2 separate regions of the Mus musculus genome follow, and region 2 is linked to region 1. A link is a contact called in public ChIA-PET data. All regions are on one chromosome and are shown on one strand. Each heading gives the region's core, a stretch centred on a gene start, on an enhancer-like site or on the middle of the called end of the contact. The rest is flanking DNA. Distances are from core to core; before and after follow the strand shown. Region 1 overlaps Btd (biotinidase). Region 2 holds the start of Ankrd28 (ankyrin repeat domain 28).

Region 1 (7,409 bases), core at 490-2,989:
GGTCTGGCAGGAGATCAAGAACTCCTGAAGAATGGAGCTCGCCAACCCCGGGAATGGGCTCTGTAAATCATTTTCCCTCTGTGCCAGGGGGACAGCGCTTTACCAGGCATGTGAGGGGTTCCTGTCCCAAGTGAGTCTCACCGGGCATGTGAGGTTCCTAAGTGAATCTGATGGAACACTCTGGTGCCCACAGACACAGCAGAGGTGCTGTGTCACCTGACAGCACAGAAGCACCCCTGTGAGCAGCTGCCATGACTCCCAGAAGCACCTATGCAAGCTCCAAACAGGGGATTTGGTTAGGCACCGTGGACAGACGGAGAAGGCAGAGGAGGAAAAGCTGAGGGGACCGAGGTGGCACTGTGCCGTTAAACACCTTCACCACAGGACCTGCCCTTGTTTGGGTCAGTGCTGGTAGGAGACCTGAAGGTGCAGCTGGGATTCATTTTACACAAACTTCAGCAGGGACATAAACAGGATAAGTATCAAATGTGTGGATGCTATGTGGATGCCAGTGAAGAGCCCTACATAGCCCACGAGGCTGACCAGTGAGCAGCGCAGGTGGGAAGCCTTGCTCAAGTTATCTGCCCAAGTGCAGCAGGGCAGCATGTGGCTGTGTGTGTAAAGGAACAGGAGTCACAAGTGCCATGGAAACGCAGTGTGATGGCATTGCCAGAAGTGTCCTGGGAACGACATCTGGAGTAAGAGAGCTGAGAGAAGCTTGCCCCCAACCCTGGTCACACAGCAGCTGGATTGTGGGCCATACAGTTCTAAGCACGAAGTCTGGAGAGCCCGAAGAGGCCTGGAAGCGAAGGCTCTTCCTGGGACTACAACACTTTTTCTGGGTGCGCCAAAGATGGAACGCAGCTACTTTTCTGAGCTCAAGGTCAGAACTACGGTAAAACAAACAAACAGCCCTTCCCACAGTTACATGGAACACAAGGACCTGGGAAACTGTGCTCTGAGCTTCTGAAGGTAGCCAAGAGAGGTGTGCCGTCCATCAGGAGTGCTGGACCATACACACTGACTAAGTCAGGACTTTAAAAAGCACCAACAAGAGATAGCCAAGTCGTTTCAGGTCATGTGATGAGGGCATGGGCGTAAGGGGACCTACTGGCAAAGCCAGCTCTAAGCCAGCAGCAAAGAAGATTGGCTCCCTTGCCATTTGGCCACAGTAGGCCTTCCACAAGCAGCAGGCTTAGCGGCCCCACCTACAGGGATGAAGCCCAGACTCCCTTGGTCCCAGGCTTCCTAACCCCACAGCTTCTTAGAAAAGCCACTTCCTGTCCTGTCCCAGGGGAGCCTAGCCTCAGTAGCCCCACCCTTCCTGGATGGCAGGAGAAGAAAGACAGTCAAGCAGGAAGCCCTTAGGAAGGGCTGGGGTCCTAGTCTGTCTGGACGCAGGGCTCCCATCTGGATGAAGTGCGACACAGACAAAGCACAGACAGCCCTTGTTTTGTGGGCTCTGACAAGCTTTGAATGCCTTTCAGTGCACGGAGTTCACTGTCCTTAAGGGTTTTCAAGGTTATTTGTTTGTTTTTCTGAATATTAGCATCACCCAGGGACGGGCTTTGAAAATTCCCACTGCCCAAACTGCATCCATTCTGGACCAGTTGGCCACAGTCCCAGCCCCACACCCCAGCTCTTGTTTACAATTCGCTGATTCCCGGCACAGGCACATGAATCAGTGACCTAGGCACTGCTTCTCCAGCTTGGGCAAAACACTCCCTGGGGACACATGCCAGTCCTGGCTCTGGAGGCCAGGGGTGGGGCCTGATTTAACAAGCAGTCAAGTCAACTCGGAATCTGCAAGCTGACCCGACTTCTCAGGAGGACCTCGGGAACCTGGGGTTTTTTCCTCACTCAGAGCAGCTGGCTCTGGGAGCCCTGAGCCCAGGTCAGGAGCAGAAAGCTGCTCTTGCCTTCTGGGCTGCAGCCATCACTTGCTGTTCATAGACGTCGAGGTTCTGCTTCATGAGCTCCAGGGCCTCCTGGCGGCTAACGAGCTCCAGGGGGTTTGGGCTCAGGACCGATGGATGCTCGTACACAGCAGCCACGTAGTACTCAGCCTCGCGGTGCTCCTGGGAGGCCGAGCTGACGCCCAACGCAAGCGCAGAACAGCCGAGGAAGAAGAGAGCAGGCGCAGTGCGGGCTCCAGACATAATGCAGACCATAAATCTGAAACGAACCGGCAGGAGAGAAGAGCTGAATAAGGAAAGCTGCCAAGGACTGAACTTTCGCAGCTGTGATTTATTAATCCTGGCAATTACACTCGCCCGCAGCGAGGCCGGGGCTCAAAGAGTTTGTTTCATGTCCCTAATAAAAGCCCGTGTGTTTCTCTCCAAACACGTAGAGCTGCGTTTCAAACGGCTCGCTGTGTTAATAGACTGAGCTTCAGAACATTTCCAAAACAGACTCGGTGTTTGCCTCGGTTTTCTAACGCGGCGGGCAGGAAGCCTGCAGTGCGCCGCTGCCTTGCTAGCCACGCAGTAGCCTTGCTACACAGCGCACTGCAGGAGCGCGGCTGAATTTTGGACACAATTCTGCGATATATTTGACGCTGAGACTTCTTACTCAGCATGGCAGGTCAGCCCTCTAGGACAGCCGTGATGGTCCCGAAGTTCCCGAACACAGGGCAGCTTCGTAGCTGATATTCTTCAGTCTTTATTTGGGGACGGTCTGGAGTCCTAGCTTCTGCTGTGTCACCCATAGGGCAGCCATAAAGGACTCTCTCCCTGTCAGAGTCCCGTGTGGCTTTCACCTGGAATCCGAGTGAGCCTCCACTGTTTTCTGTTTTGTCTGCTACTCCAAATCACTTGCTTAAGAACACACCAGATTCAAGCGGGGCGTAGTGGTGCACGCCTTTAATCCCAGCACTTGGGAGGCAGAGGCAGGCAGATTTCTGAGTTCAAGGCCAACCTGGTCTACAAAGTGAGTTCCAGGACAGCCAAGACTACACAGAGAAACCCTGTCTCAAAAAACAAAAACAAACAAACAAAAAACAAAAAAATCACACCGGGTTGGAAAGAAAATCCTTCTCACAGTCATAACATGTGATTTTCTAGAAAATACATTGGAATTTTGTAGTGAGTAGTCTCTACTTACCATGACAAAGTGGACACAAGTAAATTAGACTTCTGTATTACATTTCTGTACCCCCCCCCCCCCACACCTCTGGAAAATAGAACATTTGCTCGGCATAATTGTGTGTGTGTTACTAACTGGGATTACAGCTCTGCACCACCATGCCTGGTTTTTGCAGGGCTAGAATCAAAGCCATTCTGAAAGTCACCCTGGCCTCCTGACTAAAGCCCCTCCCCTGGCACAGAAACTGATCAGGCAGTTTACCTCAGCCAGACAGCTGCCCTGTGGAGACAGACAGGGGCTGACAACTGCCCAAGAATCCCGGTTCAATACTAAGGTAACTGACAAACCAAGGAATCCCACTGCTGTTCTTGAAGAAGAAACTAGCACCCTACCCAAAAATAACATCTGTCCAAACCTCAAGCCGGGACTCTTAGAGTTTGCATTCCCAAATAAACACCACAGGCCACTAGTTCTGTGCATTATTTAGCTAAAAAGTCCCAGAAACAACCCGTAATTATTTCAGCGACAGAAGAGACCTAGAGCTCCTCATTCAGAACCAGTCAACAGCAAATGCGCCTCCGGGGGCAGGGGCTCCCTCCCACCCCTCATCTCAAACTGCTTCTTGTTTCCCTAGGGGATAAATGTACCACACAAAGGCCAGGGCTTGGTGCCACTCATCTACACTGTAAGCAATGTTCTGTGGTAAGAACAAGGGGCCTTTGAGCCAGCAGTCATGAGTTTTGGACTGGAAACAAAAGTATAATTGATAAGCTTTCTTATTGGAACTTTGTCTCTAAAGATACCAAGGAATAATTTTAAATGACTCAAATAATCTACTTTATATCCCATTTTGAAAGGATGATAATGGGGTAGTTTGAGTGACATCACGGTCACAGTGATAACACTTTTAAAGCCCAGGTCGATGGCCTCTTGAAGAGCTGAGGTAGAGACACACGAGGCAGGCCTTGGTGGGAGCAAGTCAGAACTCTTGGGCTAGGAAGGGCATTCGTGGTATCTGCATAACAGATGTGGGGACATGGGGCTCTGCATGTACACCAGGGATGGGATAAGACTCAGGGTCTCACATGGACCAGCCACTACCACAGAGCCTTAGCCCCGCCCTGGGATACAGAACACCTAACTCTAAGAACATGTAATCCAGCCAAACAAGGAAACTGCAGAGCCAGCAAGAAACCACATTCCTTTCTATTTTCAGAAAAATAAAATTTGTATTATTTGTGGAAGGAGTCCAGTAGGAAAGCTCTAAGTGGCAATCATCTGTGTGTGTGTGTGTGTGTGTGTGTGTGTGTGTGTGTGTATGCGTGTGTGTGCATCAATAATTAGACACTGCATATTTAACCAGATATTCATGCTTGAAAGATCCAGGCTTAACGAGGTAGGAGAGAATGAGTAACTGTAATAAAAATAGCTGCACGAGTTTGCCCTTCCCAAACAGCGGTGAAGCAGGAGACATGTCATTAAGGCTGTGAGGCTGGCTTCCCCTCTGCACTTGGCGTCTGTCTCACAGACAGTCTCAGGAACAACTTAACAAGACTGAGCAAGGACACTGAAGGGCTCAGCAGCAGCAGAAGGGGTGCTCGATCTTAAAGTGACAGGCCCGGGGACTAGGAAGGTCGCTCAGCTCAGAGTGTTTGCCTAGCGTGCATAGAGCCCTGGCTTTGACCTTAACACTGCAAAACAAAACAACACAACAACAACAACAAAAAACAGGTCTGGTACTGCATAGCTAACAATCCTCGGGTGATCTGGGAGAATCATTAGTTCAAGGCCATTGGTCTGGGGAGATAGCTTGGTAAGCAGTAAAGTAGACCTAAATTCTGATCCCTGGCACCCACAGAAAAGCTGGGCATGGTGGCACACCTGCAACCCCAGCACTGTGTGGGGTGGGATAGGTGGATCTTAAGGACTCAACAGTCAGCTAGTCTAGCCCTGAACTCAGGTTCAGTGAGAAACCCTGTCCAAAAATAAAATAAAATAAAATAAAATAAAAGAGAGTAGAGAATGATAGAGGAAGACTCCAGATGTTGACCTCTGGCCACCAAGACACACATATGGGCACATGCATCTGTATATACCACACTAAAACCCAAAGGAAATTCAAGGTCACCCAACAGAGGAGCCAAAGGCCAGCTATGTGAATGAGGGAGGGAGGAGGGGAGGAAAGGGGGAGGGAGGAGGGGAAGAAGGGAGGAAGGGAAGGATTGGTGGAGTCAGAACTTTCAGATATGTGTAGATGAGGCAGTTTCTAGGTGCCGGCTCATGACCGTATGAACAGGGATACAAGGACACAGGGGTCCCTTGGAACAAGGGGACTCTGGGGCCAAGTTGTTCTTGGAAACCCATAAAGTAACCCATCTTTGGAGATGGTCAGGACCTTGACCCTAAAGAAAATAATGAGAAGTAAGTATCTGGCCCAACATCATGGTAACAGAGTCATCCTTTTACTGAAGTGACGTGAGAGACTGAAGCGGAACCTGGGCCAATACCAGCTGTAGAAACACAGTATCTGCCTTCTGTGGGTGTGCTCTGCTCTGAGACAGGGTCTGCCTCCAAGCTACCCCTCTTCTAGGAAGATACTCACCGCAGACATCCATATACTAGCCAACTGAGCCAGACCCAGGCACATGTCTGGAATGCAGCCATGAGCAAACAGGGTCTCTTGGAGCTCCTCCACGGCGCACAGGAGGCCATGGATACAGAGCTATCCATGGATCCATGTAAGAGAGCCAGGCACTGGGAGTGGGGATCATTCCAACAGTGTGGGGAAGGGGGGTGAGAGTGAAGGTGAGGCCGGTGAGGCCATGCAGAGACCTGACCATGGGACCAGGAGGGGGAAGAGGAGCATCCATGCCGAGGGCCTGAGGCAGGAGAAACAGCCAGAGAAGCAGTGTGGCTGGAGCACGGGAGGCAGGTGGGAAGCGGTGGCCAGTGGGACTGCAGGAAGACCCTCAAGTCACTGTGTCAAGTCACTGGCCTGAAGCCCTCCAGCCACATCTCATTACAAGTGTTAGGCAGAGCTATGACCTGGTCACTGTTTGAATTTGGAAATGAACCATGACAGAAAGAGATGTCATCGCGTGTCACGTTGACAAGGGGTGGACTTGTTATGACTAATTTGGGTTGTCAACTTGACTACATCTGGAATCAACTAAAACCCAAGCTGCTAGACACTCCTAGACACTCCTTCCTTGGAGGGATTCTCTTAGTGTTGAAGCTGGAAGATCTGCCCTGTATCTGGGTCCCACCTCCTGATGGCAGCTCACATACAGGGATGTGGAAGACGGAAACTTTGCCGTTTCCCTGAGGCCCTCACTCTCACTGGCTGGTTCACCTGTCCTGTTGCTGATGGAGTTAAATCCATCTTCTTCAGGACAGTGTAGACTGAAAACCAGCAACAGTCCAGGAATCCTCTAGGAACCCAGCCTCAGACTGGGACTGCAGAGACAGCCACCCTCATGGGCTGGATGACGACCTGATTCTTGCCCTTTCTACTGTGAGACAGCCATTGTTGAGTTATCTGGATGACAGTCTGCAAGCCATCTGAAAAGGTCCTGTGTAAATAAACACAATGTGACAACCAGTGTTGGTAGCAATTCATGGCTGAACCCACAAGGAACATAAAGGGTCCAGTCCTCCCAGGTACATCTGTAAACTGTGGCTTCACCTTTTCCCTTTAACAATGACAGGCAGAAATAACTGCACTGTGCTTGGACGGGGGCCAAGTTCTGCTTTACTAACTAGAACAATGTATCTTAAACTAAACAAGATATCCAACAATTGCGACATGTTAACCTAAATGTTGTCTTTCTCTCTCTCTCTCTCTCTCTCTCTCTCTCTCTCTCTCTCTCTCTCTCTCTCTCTTTCTCTCTCTCTCTCTCTCTCTCTCTCAAATGGGGAATGCCTTCACAATTTAAATAGAATAAAATCTCCCGGACTAAGGGTGTAGCTCCATGGTACAGCACTGGGCAGCATGTGCAGGGCTCTAGGTCCAGGCTCACTACTTTAAGTATCTTCCTGTGGTGCCACAGGGTTTAAGTTTAAGGTAAGGAGGGTCTTTGTGTGTACCAATGTATGGAGGGAAACACCCAGCTGACTGATTTTGCAGGTGTGACTTCCACCTGGTGGACAAACTGAGAATAACACCAGTGGGCGACAGACTCGGGCAGTAGCAATGGGTTTTGGTTTTCCCCTTCTCTTTCCACTTCTAATATCTTGCCCATCTACTTAATAATGAAAATACTGAAACATTTGGCTGTTTTAAGATTCATTCTTCCTAGGCCAGAACTCAAAAGCATCACCTTTAT
Region 2 (7,415 bases), core at 1,012-3,511, 170 kb before region 1:
AAAGAACTCCCAGTTTTTAATATTACTACCTTGATTGACTGTGTGATATGAGTAGGCTGTGTAATATGCCTAACCTTTCTTCTTAATAAACAGTAAGACACACAAGATGTTAAAGTGTTCAAGATGGAGAAAGGTGAGCCCACCTAGTACTGAAACAACCTTTGCAGCAAGATCACACCCTCTCTAATGCAGAGATGGAATGCTGTAAGATACTTTAATCAATTACTCTTCATTAGGAAATTTTATCACCTCAATCCTAATACACTGAAATACACATTTGGTCCACTATCTCAACCCATACCCTCTAAACCGCTTGCTTGCTACCCAAAATCAGTTTGTTCTGTGTTCCAAATCAAGTACCTGTTGTGCTTTTAAATCCTAGAACTTTAACCCAGAGGAGAGCATGCTGAGGCTGTGTGTTTGTTCAGTCGTATTAATTGCTGAGTCAACATCCAGTGTTAAACAGGCATACATGTAGAAGAGAGTAAATCTTTCATCCTCGAGGAAGGCAAAACTCGATTGGCTGTAGCACATGGACAATTATAATCACAAAATATTTTAGTAATGTTGTCATAACACCTTTGTTTTGGAGAAGTCAAAGTCTTTCATACTGCTAATTCATTCACCTTCAGTGCACTGATAAAGAGACATGGGGTGACAGAATTCTCATTTCATCGGCCAGAGTTGATGCAGAAAGAAATTAGGCACTGAAGAAAATGCAAAGCAAGAATCATTTTTTTTTTTCTGGCTAAGCCTCTTCCATCAGTTATGAGAATTCCTCCATTTTAAAGTAGCAAATACCAACCATGGTAAAAATGTAATTTTAGAAAAGCAATTGTTTCAGCAGAATTATGGCATAGTTATGTTAAGAGATATCAGAAGGCTCTTAGTGCATTTGATCTTGCACTTTGATATTTTCTGTTCTTATGGGGCTAAAGAGTTGTTTTTAATAATAGCATTATAATAAACTGACAGTCCTGGCACTGATCCCCATTTTTCTAGACTGCCATTAGGCTCAAATCGATTCTCTAAATAAAGTCTGTCCCAAGAGACACACCAATGCAGGGAAAAGATGAGGTTTGGTTTTGTTTTTTAAACCAACCCGATATCTCACGTTTGTGTTCTAACCATCTGTACCTTTTATTAATCAGGGGCTGGAGCCGCCCAGGCTGACAGACACAGGAGAACAACAATCTTCTCCCACACAAGCCTGGAATGGTAACAGTGTGCGGCTGCCTAAGAAAGAAAAGCCTTTTCTGAGCTGTGGGTTGGCGTGGGTGTGTGTGCCAGGGCGAGGGAGTCATTCCTCTTCTCCATCCAAGGATGCTATTTATTGAAAATCCTGCACATCTTTTTGAAAAAATTGATTTCTTTCAAGTGGGAGGCAAAAACCCTTTTGATGATAAAGAAGAAAGGGGGAAAAAAAACACATGCAAGATTGAAAGGGGCGCTTTGGAGAGAAATGTTCCGCGGTCACAACCTGTTCAGGCTATGAAGACCACACCCTTCAGTCTCGCGTGCCAGCAGTCCCCCGGTGACCACGTCTCCCCCAAAGCCCGCGGAGACATTCTCACTCTCGCTCCACGTGCGAGTCCGGTTCCCCGCTGCCCTCGCTACTCTGTTGAAAGCAGCATCGGCCCGGAGGTCTCCCTGGCTCGCACCGGCTCCGGCTGCCTTCTCCGCACCTGACTGAGCTGAGCTTGTGCACGCCACCTCCACGTGCCATCCCGGGCCGTTACCCGGTACCCAGTTTCCGTCCCTCCCCACCTCCAGTCCGGGCTCCGCCCACCGCGCCCGGGGCGCGCGCCCAGACGCCCCGCCACCTGGCCCGCCCGCTCCGCGCGCCGCCGCTTCCTGTGCCCCGCCCCTCCCTCCGCGGAGAGGCGGAGCCCGGGAGCGAGCGAGCGCGGTGGCGTGGCCAATGGGCGCTCGGCTTACTCTGGCCTCTCCCCCGCGCGGCCGCCAATCGCGGCGGGCGGTGGTGGTAATATTGTGGAGTGGAGTTTGGATGCCGCCGCGGCCGCGGGCTGGAGCGGCGCGGCGGCGGGGGCTGCTGGGGTATTTCGGGAAGGGGGTGTGAGGCGGCGGCGAAGGCGGCGGCTGCGTGTGGGAGGTGGCTGAGAGCTAGAGGGAGAGAGCGAGAGAAAGGACGGAAGAAAGAGGGCGGGAGTCCTTGGAGGAGGCGGGACCGGCGGGGCTCTTCGCGGCGGCGGCGGCGGCGGGCGGCCGGGGAGGCGGCGCCGCCCCCTGCCCGCGCTCTCTTCAACGTAGCCGGCCACCTACCCGCCGGGCGCGGGTAGTGGCCGAACAGCGGCGACCGCCATGGCGTTCCTCAAACTCCGCGACCAGGTAGGTGAGGGGCGGCGGGGCGGGATCGCGCCACCGAGGAGTCGGAGGAGGGTGGACCAGCGGCGTGGGCCGCCCGGGCGCCCTGTCGGCGCGGTGGCAGCGAGGGAAGAGGGTGTCCCGGGTCGGCAGCCGTGCGGGCCGTCCGCCTGTCAGTGCAGCCCCAGCTCCGAGAAACCCACGTGCCGCCGGGGGATCGCGGCCGCCGCCACAGGGGCGGGTTCTGCGCTCGCCGCCCTCGCGTCCGGCGCGCTGCCGGGTAGGCGCCTCCTCTTTCCTGCCAGGTGAGGCTCGGGCCTAACAGGTGGCTTTGCGGTGCGGAGTCGGAGCGGGGCAGGCGGCGGCCGTGACCTGGGGTCACGACCTTGCCCTCGGGTTCGCTTCGCGGGGCGGTTCACGGTCCACCGCACCGTCTCTGCGGAGAGGTAGTGGCGGTCGAAAGCAAACCCACCGGTGCCGATGGATTCTGCTGGGGACTGGTTGTTACGGTGCATATTCCCAGGCTGGTTTTCTCTTGGCATATTCTGCACCATCTTGGTTTAGTTTTCCTGACTTAGGAAGAGCTTGTCAAAGAACACCTGAAGTGCTCAGAAGACTGCAGTACACTGTGGGCTGGGAAAAATAACTCTGTATCTACCAATGAAATCGCAACTATGTCTGAATGAACGCTTGTTACCCTTTTAAAAAGGCGAGAAGGTGAATTACCAGACGCTCCCCAGTGTTTGTCTCTTTTAAAGAAAAGGGAAAGTAACGAGTGGATTTTACGGAGTCGCGGGAACCTATTAATGCTTGAGTACCCCTTTTGCCATTGTTTTTCTGAATAGGAGATACTGAACAGATTTGAAGGGAAACCAATCAGAAAGTGGGCACAAGCTTAACAAAAACGATAGGGAAAAACTTAATGTTTTATGTCATTTTCTACCAATTAAAACTTAAGTTCTGAGTCTAGCTAATGTCAATTCTCACTTAAAAAGTGAATATTCTACTTAGGCTGAATGCTGACTTTTAGTATCATTTGGTATCAGCAGAATTTTAGCTGATATTAACAATAGGGCATGATACTTTGAAAAACTCTGGTTGATAAGTTTGTATTTCAAAATCTGTGAATAACTTTACTGTTCAACATGTTCCATTAGCTACACATAGAATCTTTGAGTTGATTAAAATTAAGAAAGCACAGTTTCTCAGTTGTGCTAGTCAAAAGCACACTTTTCAAAAGTGCTCACCAGCCACAGGTAGCAAAACCTTTCATTGCACAAAGTTGTCAGGAAAAAACAAAAAAATCTGTTAATAACAAGCAGAGTTCAAGCCCAGATCATCTAATTCATATGTAGTTAATACCATGAAACTCAAGATCTAGATTTTCAGCTAATCTTTATTACTCTAGTAACTCTTTGTACCTGAATATTTGGTTGTAATCCTTCACTTTTGGAAATGTATTTTGTGATTTGGTCATTGTGTGTGTTAGGGATTTGGTAGACTGTTAGAAGATCTTACTTTATAAAAAAAAATGAATAAATAATAAAAATCTATTGGCATCTGTGCATTTGAGTGTTTAGTAACTACAGTTTTGAAGCAGTCGTAACACTGATTCAGTTTTGTGTAATATTCTTTAACACTCAGTGGTGATATTGATTTTTAAAATGTTACCTGTAAACTTGAGAATCCGTGATGAGTAAGTTAATGAGATGGCATTGCTGGGGAAGACTTACTGTATTACAAAATAATTGGCTCATCTAGTTCTTTTGAAAGACAACTGAGTTTTTCTTAATTTAAAGGGAATTGCACTTGTTTTTAGAAATCAGTTTATTGATATGTTTCAAGACATTAGAAGTGATGATAGAAACGAAGTGGGATTCAATAGTTTAGTGTTTTCCATTTCTAGGGAAAGCATATTAGCTAGACAAAGTAGTTTTTGGAGGAAAGGTGAGAAGACCTGTATATGTACACAGGATTTTAAATCTGGAAGGTAGTTGATACCGCTTTTAACGCAACAGCTTTATATACATTCCAGTTAGGAAGTAGTATAATTTTTTTAACCTTGCAAAGAATAGAAGGAAGCTAGACATGAGTAAGGATTTTCTTCAACATTTAAGTATGAGAATGGTTCTACATGGTAAAGATATAAAGTCAGAGATGAGGAAATGACATAATCAGTAAAGAGCTTACTGTCAGCATGAGGATCTGAGTTTGATTCCTGAAACTCAGTAAAAACCTGGGGCACAATGGCACATGCTTGGGATCTCTGCACGGGGAGGCAGAGGCAGGAGAATCCCTGGGGCTTCCTAACTTGCCAGCCTAGCCTGCTTTACTCCTGAGGAATAACACTGGACATTGACTTCCGGCCTCCACATACACATATGCAACCACAGGAACACACACACATACACACACACACAAGATACACAGGGAAGACAAATATAAAATCAGTAAGCAAATAAGGAAATTGTCCTCATTCATTCTGTAATCAGAATAGGACAGCATTTACTTTGTGGCAGCATGTAATTCAGCGAATAAGAAAGAATTACTGTATTACTTTCTGCCTATGGGTGGATGAAAATATTTTTTAAATTGTTAGTAAAATGAAGCTTGTTTTCTGTTGATAACAGTAGACATGAACTTTTTTCCTGAATTACTTCACTTTGGCTTGTGTAACAGTGGCAGAATTTTCTCTCCTGAGGTTATCACGGTCTATTTTATCTCCTTAGGTGATGAAAATTACTCATATATGGTTACATTTTAAATCATAAACATTATGTTCTATTAAGAAAGATTGTTGGTCTTTGTTTAGGTTCCCCATTTCAGAAGCTAAGTAGCAACTGACACTTACTTCAGTATATAGAAAATGATGGGGAGTGGTGGAGAGGGGGACCTTAATGTCAGACTTGTTAGTAGCTGCTCAGCCCCAAGCCTTTGTTGTGCAGGTATGTCTAGTATTTCTGGAATTCCTTTTTCCTTTAGGATACCAGAAGTCCACATTGCTAGGGAAAAAATCTATTTTTGTTAGTAAACTGGTGACTACCAGTAACAACAGTGAATACTCAGGTTATAAAAGAGAACTACTATAAAACTAGTTTCTAACTTCTAATTCAGAGGAGTTGGAGAAAAACTCCAGAAATGGTACTCATTAAACTGAGAATTCTTTAACAGAAAGGGGCCACAGTGGTCGCCCTCTTCTCCCCCTCCATTCCCCCTTCCCTTCTCCCCCTTCCCCCTCCTCCCTCCTTCCTTTTCTCCTCTACTCTGCACAAGTGTGCGTGCTCCTCTGTGTGTGTGTGTGTGTGTGTGTGTGTGTGTGTGTGTGTGTGTGTGTGTGTTTTGCATAGCCAGGGATTGGATCTGGGACCTCTACACTACCAACCTGGTCATAAACCTTTTTAAAAATTGAGCTAGAATATGTATACCATAAAATTTATACTCTTAAAATAAGTGGGCTTTTTTTAGTTGTTTTCACAAAACTGTAATCACCACTAATTCTAGAATTTTTTTTTTTACCACTCCAGAAAACCACATGACAATTAGCAGTCATTTTAGCTTTCTCTTGCTTTCTACACCTGGCAATCAACAATCTACTTTTTATGAACTTGCCTGTTCTGGATATTTAATTTAAATGGAATCATATAGCATATGGCCTTTTATGTCTCATTTGATTTTGCAAAATTCTTTGTAAAGGTTTCATTAGTCTGTTGAGTATAACTTCATGTGTCTTGTATAGGGCTGCTGGAGTAAAACCCAAGGGTCTTCTGCTAAATAGACATTCGATCACCAAGCTGGGTTTTTAACTATGGCCATAAACTTCTGTAGCATGGTCAAGAGTGCAAAAAAAAAAAAAAAAAAAAAGTGTAAAATTACTTAGACCATTTCATTTGCACCTGAAGCTTACTTAACATTAGTGTGGAGTAGGATTTTTCTATTTTTCAGAATTTGTTTATAACTGGAGTTAAATTTTGTTTGCAAGCCGGGTGAGGTGGCACACGCCTTTAATCCCAGCACTCCGGAGGCAGGCAGAGACAGGCGGATTTCTGAGTTCGAGGCCAGCCTGATCTACAAAGTGAGTTCCAGGACAGCCAGGGCTATACAGAGAAACCCTGTTTCGAAAAACAAAAAACAAACAAACAAATTTTTTTGTTTGTTTGTTTGCAGTAATACTAAAGGGCAGTGAGTTTTAATTTTTAGATTTTTTTCTAATTGTATTTAGTATATAGGTTTCTTAAAATACTGTTTTTCCCCCATGTAAAAATGTTAAAATTTTAGGGCCCTATTAGGTATATGATTATGAGATATGATAATTGAAAATACTATACAATGTGTAATGATTAGACCAGTGGTTGGTATCAGCCTTGGCTGTCCCAGAACTTGCTATGTAGACCCAGTTGGCCTCAAACTCACAGAGATCTTCCTTTACAGACATCTCCTGAGTAATGGAGTTAAAGATGTGCCCCACCATCTACAGAGTGTTGGGAGGGGCCAGTTTGAGACAGGGTCTCTCTGTATCCCTGGCTAGCCTGGAACATGGCTTGTAGATCAGGGGCCTTGAACTGTGTGTAGTTACAATTTATGAATTTTTAAAGAATAGATTTTAAAATCTATATAAAAATTTAATAATGAACTTATTTTGTGTAGTACAAATTCTCACTTGATCAAGGATCTACTGAGAACTGAACATGATTAGACTTTTCATGAGTAGGGGGAAAAAAGAAGAGATAATATTTGTGCAGTAGTTTGACTAAGAAGGATCCCTTGGGCTCATAGATCTGAATACTTAGTATCCATGGAGTAGAACTGTTTGAAAGGATTACAAGGATTTGGAAGTGTGGCCTTGTTGGAATAGGTGTGGCCTTGTTGGAGGATCTGTGTTACTGGGTGTGAGCTTTGACTTTCAAAAGCCCATGCTAGTTCCAATTTATCTTTCTGCCCGTGGGTCAAGATGTAGTTCTCAACTGCTACTCTAGTGGCATGCTCCCCACCATGATGATAATGGACTAATAAGCCTCTGAAATTGTAAGCCAGCCTCCAATTAAATACTTTCTTTTATAAGAATTGCCTTGGTCATGGTGTCTCTTTTTAGC

Evidence for each region. ChIA-PET counts read pairs in DNA pulled down with a chosen protein or histone mark.
Region 2: a contact with region 1 is called in an RNA polymerase II ChIA-PET map of effector CD8 T cells, with 20 read pairs. The contact joins the promoter of Ankrd28 here to the enhancer-like site in region 1. A contact is called at or near these places in 8 of 39 promoter capture datasets (HPC-7-derived erythroid cells, cranial neural crest, frontonasal cranial neural crest and 5 more), 9 of 484 Hi-C or Micro-C datasets (B cells, CD4 T cells, the G1E-ER4 cell line and 5 more), 17 of 115 datasets of contacts at active chromatin or transcription factors (the 230-238 cell line, acute myeloid leukemia, astrocytes and 12 more) and 3 of 9 other capture datasets (adipose tissue, liver and pancreatic islet).

The regions. Positions count from the first base shown.
Region 1 is chr14:31,656,836-31,664,244 of GRCm38.p6, reverse strand. It overlaps Btd (biotinidase), which reads right to left. Exons shown (of 4, transcript NM_025295.4): 2 at 1,920-2,175. Among named protein-coding and RNA genes, the nearest start is that of Btd, 19 kb to the right of the region's middle. Within about 2 kb of position 1,739, at least 375 of the 459 cell types and tissues checked have an H3K27ac peak or open chromatin away from gene starts, as enhancers often do. A contact at or near this core is called in the 230-238 cell line, B cells, the G1E-ER4 cell line and 23 more, where this site is marked.
Region 2 is chr14:31,825,261-31,832,675 of GRCm38.p6, reverse strand. It overlaps Ankrd28 (ankyrin repeat domain 28), which reads left to right and starts at 2,261. Exons shown (of 28, transcript NM_001024604.2): 1 at 2,261-2,349. The coding sequence starts at 2,323.